Regions from separate parts of the Bicyclus anynana genome. Here region 1 is linked to region 2. Evidence: chromatin contacts called from public Hi-C data. All regions are on one chromosome and are shown on one strand. The core of a region is the stretch at or near the end of the contact, and the rest is flanking DNA. Distances in the headings are between cores, read along the strand shown. Region 1 overlaps LOC112053170 (protein daughterless). Region 2 overlaps LOC112053170 (protein daughterless).

Region 1 (2,700 bases), core at 181-2,680, 58 kb before region 2:
GGGAACGACCGTGGTGTTGACGACCGATGATTTATGGCAGGCGTCCACTGATCCGCATCGTACGTATCGGACGCATCTCATTTTACCTACTATTACGATTCGATGCATCCGATACATACGTTGCTAATCAGTGGACGCTTGCCATAAATCATCGGTAAAGAGTCGTATACAGATGGCAGTGATTCTTGATACTCTTGACTACTACTTGATTCTCACTCTGGAGCCCTGACCGCCGGATGCTTGGGCACTCAAATACCGCAGCGGGAGGGTTTATTTTATTTTATAAATTTTTAATAGTGTTTTGTAATATATTTTTATTATAACATTGTTAAAAATTAAAAAAAAAAAAGATAAATGAGAGCTATGTCTTATGAAAAACTAATTATTCGATATTTTTTTATAATTGCGAGATTAAATAAAGTACGATGTCAATATATCGCATGTAAATACAATAATATAATTACTTTAAGCTAATTAATTATAAATAAACAATACTATAACCGATAAGCGAATGTACAGACACGCCCGATGGGCCAGATACGCGTAGTAACCTCCCGGGTTATCGGTTAGTTAATTTATTACCACTGGTAACGTGACCCAAACGTCTCGGGTCGCCGCGTCGACAGACACGTTTGTGTTTTACGCGTAAACAATACAGTGTAAGGTTTGACCTTTGAGTTATTATGCAATTGAGATGATTTTAATGTTATGTAATTGTGCCTGGTTGGGTTGTAAGTGTAACAGACATATCAAGTCAATTATTTGAAAAAATTATTTAAAAAAAAAAATACCTGCCTAAAATATATTAATTACGTAAATCCGTTCAGCGGTTTGGAAGATATGAGGTAATAAAACATATTACATACATACAAGATACGCGCAAAAAATATAACCCTTCTTGGAGGCGGCGGTTCCCATTTGGTTAAATCGTAAGTTTACCATTATACTAGCGAACGTCCACAAGCGTATTTCCCGTTCCTCTCGGAATACTGGGATAAATAATATAACCTATGTTATCCGCTAATGATGTAGCTTTCTTTTGGTGAAATTTTTTTTTAATCGGTTTAGTGGTTTAGCCGTTAAAGCTAACCAAACATACTCATATTTGCAATTTAAATATTAATTAGGATGGCATATAATATAGATAGTATGCGTTCAGGTGACAAAAATACAACTCGAAGCTTAAAAATGGTTTTTTCGTGGGTAGAATCGCTTAATATTTTTCGAAAAAAAAAAATGCTCCGTAAAGTGACAATCTTTGAAAACCGATACAAGACACCGACAAAGGGTATCATTGGTAATTAATGCAGTACTTTAGCAAATATCGAATTAGTCCGAACTTGGTCAGAAAGGGGCCAATTAAATGCCCATTACACGTTAAATGAGCTTTTCACACGGTGCTATATGGTATGGTATGTCGGACCCATGTATCATTTAGCCAAGGCGCAGGGTTACTAGTTGCACTGTCTACGAGTTAGGGTTACCACATCGTGTATGATCTCAGCACGAAAATTGACGTAAAAAGATGAAATTTGGCAGGGAGGTAGTTTATAGTTGGTTGACGTCCGCTAAGAACGGAACTAGAAACCGGATTATGGAGATCTAAGGGCGGAAGAGGTCGCGGGTGTCCGCTTGTTTTGAATAAAAAAAAAACTAAAATACTACCTTACTGTGCCCCGCGGTTCGATATATGAAATCCCAAATGAATTTTATAATAATCCCACTAGTATTCTAGAGATTAGGCTTAGTTTAATAAAATGTGATATATTATGGTTAAAAATCTCCTGGAAAAACGTCAGTAGAGTCAGTAGTTTTGATGTAGTAGGTTGATTTTTTGTAACATTGACCATTAAAAAATCGAAAGAAAAGCTACGTTTTGTGGTGGTCATTTTGTAATTTTCAAATTTGGTATTGCATAAGAGTCCTTTCATCGACATAAATAAGAACAAGCAAAGTTAATATAGTAGTTACTTCTAATATATAAAATTCTCGTGTCGCGGTGTTCGACATTGAACTCCTCCGAAACGGCTCGACCGATTTTGATGAAATTTTTGGTGCATATTTAGTAGGTCTGAGAATCGGCCAACATCTATTTTTCAAACCCCTAAATGTTAAGGGTAGTCCACCCCAAAATTTTTTTTTTTATTTTTTAGGCAAAATTTTTTGTTTTTATTTTTTTATGACACAGCATACAAAAATACATACAACCCTAAATTTTCACCCCTCTACGATCAACCCTTATATTTTATTTGTTAATTAAAAACTATACATACAAATGATTTGTAACTAAAACGTAGTCAATTTGAGCTTTATTGTTATTGTATAAAGTTCATATTAATAATAATTAGAAAACGGGGTAGGGGTAGGGTAGTAGTAGGGTAGGGGTAGGGTAGGGTAGGGGTAGGGTTGGGGTAGGGTAGGGTAGGAGTAGGGTAGAGGTAGGGTAGGGTAGGGTAGGGGTAGGGTAGGGGTAGGGTTGGGTAGGGGTAGGGGTAGGGTAGGGGTAGGGTAGCGGTAGTTGAAAGTTTACATCGAGTTTCACGCGGACGAAGTCGCGGGCATCCGCTAGTATTACTATAAAATACAAGTTAATATAGTTAAAAAATACCGACAGAATTGAGAACCTCCTCCTTTTTAAAGTCGGTTAATTACAAAAGTAATTGGCAAGCTGTCCGATACCGAATACTAATGGATGATTTA
Region 2 (2,700 bases), core at 48-2,547:
GAATCCGGTCCGGGAAATGCACCTCCTACTTTGCATGCAACATTGCAACCTCCAATGTGTGCATTTTAAGAAATTAAATATCACGTGTTTCAAACGGTGAAGGGAAAGCATCGTGTGTGAAGTCTGCCAATCCGCATTGGGCCAGCGTGGTGGACTATTGGCCTAATTTTAAAATGAACTGCTACTAAAACTGCAAAAGCTGTTTTTCTACTGCTTTTCTAACCGATGGTAAAACCATTCACTGTCAAGCTTGCGCTTGACTCTTCAGAAGTGTTTGTATAGAAACCTACTGGAAATAAATGAATTTGATTTGATATCATTCATCATCATTATCAACCCATATTCGGTTCACTGCTGAGCTCGAGTCTCCTCTCAGAATAAGAGGAGTAATTGTCCATCACGCTGGCCTAATGCGGATTGGCAGACTTCACACACGCAGAGAATTAAGAAAATTCTCTGGTATGCAGGTATCCTCAAGATGTTTTTTCCTCACCGTTTGAGACGCGTGATATTTAATTTGTTGGAGAAGCAAATGCGCTGTCACTGGTTGGTATAGACTGTGCGTCGTCGGCGCACGCGCATTGAATATTTATAAGCAACTTAATGAGGTGATTTATTTATGATATATCTCTCTGCCGATACAACTTAGCGAGCTATAGAGAGGCTCCCAGTGGGCTGTCGTGAACCTTTTACCTACCTAGATACCCAACTTTTTGGTTTGTATATATTGCTCTCACCATCTAATAAGCCCACATGCCTGGAGCGTTAATGGCTTGACGTCCGATAACTCCGATCGTGTGTTGGTCGCGATAGGCATGATGGCGTGCACATGCGACCAACACACGATTAGTTTTATCGGCTGTCAAGCCGTTAGTGCTGCAGCTTATTGATCGTCAGAGGCTGACTTTATAGACTCGCAGACACTCCTAAGTTCCACTCGCGTCATTCCCGTTGCCGTGGGAATACGGGGATAAAATAAAGTCTATGTAACACGGAAAGCCTTGATAGCCGAGTGGATGTGACCTCTGCCTTCGAATCGAAGGGCGTAGGTTCAAATCCGGTCTAGGACAGGCACTGAAGTCTGCCAATCCGCTATAGGGAAGCGTGGAACAGCAGTATTAGCATAACTTCTCTCATTCTGAGAGGAGAGGACGAGAGGACAGTAATTATATTTTAACCAATTCATACCTTTAACCTTACGAGTAGTAGAGTAATAACAGGTTACTCTGTACGTGTACCCCACCGGATGTCGCGCGGTGTCGGGTTCGATTCCCGCGCAACACTACACCCCTTCGTGAGATATCCGCCTCCTGTCCTGCGCCTATCCGGTGTCGTGATTTTAAGCGCTCTCTCTTGGATACAGGATGTTGTCTTTGTTGACTCTATCGAATCTATAATAGCCGTATCGCAGTAAGTACAAGAAGTGTAAAAACACATGTGCACTGTATATCCAGCGGCGAAGAATTCATGCAAGTTGATTCCCGTCGGGTTACCTTTAAAAACCCATGCATATTCATTGTTGTACTTTATCTAGAGACATTCTACGAGTATATGACGTATGAGAAACCGGAGTTTATAGCACACCATATCAATTTCCTTCTCTTTGGGACGGCTTACCTTCATCTAAATTTCATCCTTCGCCACTGCTGTGTACTTTTTAATTATACAGTTAACCGAGTCAAGGGAGTGAACCAACACCGCCGAATTCCTATCCGAATTTTCCGCCAATATTTTTTACAGTATTTTTTTTTTATTCTGCCCCGATTCTTGAACCTTGTAGTCTGATTCGCAATTGAACAAGCTAACCGGTAAACCAATGTGGTAGTTAAATTACAAAAGAGTTAAACATTCGTTGCATGAATCATCAATTACCTCGTACCTGTAACAACGGAAAATGGGGGTGAAGGGACGTCACCCCGTGCGTTGTGGGAACTACTCGGTTACAAATAAAAAAGGGTGAATTTATAATTCCTAACTTTAGACGAGTAAATAGATGTCACACAACAACTGTAAAATTATCATATTAAGTAATAACATCATGTTGGCATCCAAACAGGCAATTGGACGGGTTTTAATTTTTACACAAAAAGTACAATTAATATGTAATTATACAGGGTGCTCGGGTGTATTTCCCATAACTTAAAGGTGTTGACGAGTCTACATGTAGGAGCCGAACTGCATAGCTAATTTTTTAACTAAAAAAATAATGTTATGTAAGTACATGGGAATTACTCCCCTGCGCCCTGTACAGTGAATTTTGTTAAGAATGATGATTTTAACAGAGCAATAAGTTTCTTGCCGGCTCATGCCAACAGAACCCTGTGATAGTCTTTCGAAACGGTGGTAGTCTCTACAAATAGTCAAACATGACTTTTCATATGTGCTTGTAAACTAAGATTAAGTACTACTTACTTCAAATATATACGCCCTTAGGCCTCTTTAATGCGGCCCTATCGCATAATCCATTCTTAGCAGCTACTTACCGAGTACCGACTATAAACTGCCTCCCTGCCAAATTTCATCTCTGTGGTTTTCAAAAATTCGTCATGTTTATGACCTTTCAAATGTATATAGTAATATTTTAATTTTACTTGATTTGAAACCCAATTCAGCTAAAAAATATATTTTATTTAATCTCTGAGGGTGCTTTGCCCCACGTATAGATTGCACGGTTCTGAGTACACCAGCAAGTCAGTTCCG

The links. Hi-C and Micro-C count contacts between places; a contact is called where the count stands out from the background.
Region 1: a Hi-C map of whole body shows a contact between it and region 2, with 2.1 times the contacts expected there. The contact joins two enhancer-like sites. A contact is called at or near these places in 2 of 2 Hi-C or Micro-C datasets (whole body and whole larva).

What each region holds. Positions count from the first base shown.
Region 1 is chr18:9,590,126-9,592,825 of ilBicAnyn1.1, reverse strand. The region is part of intron 1 of LOC112053170 (protein daughterless); the gene reads left to right. Among protein-coding and RNA genes, the nearest start is that of Trnam-cau, 11 kb to the right of the region's middle. Within about 2 kb of position 1,430, at least 1 of the 8 cell types and tissues checked has open chromatin away from gene starts, as enhancers often do.
Region 2 is chr18:9,532,063-9,534,762 of ilBicAnyn1.1, reverse strand. The region is part of intron 2 of LOC112053170 (protein daughterless); the gene reads left to right. Among protein-coding and RNA genes, the nearest start is that of LOC112053179, 46 kb to the right of the region's middle. Within about 2 kb of position 1,297, at least 5 of the 8 cell types and tissues checked have open chromatin away from gene starts, as enhancers often do.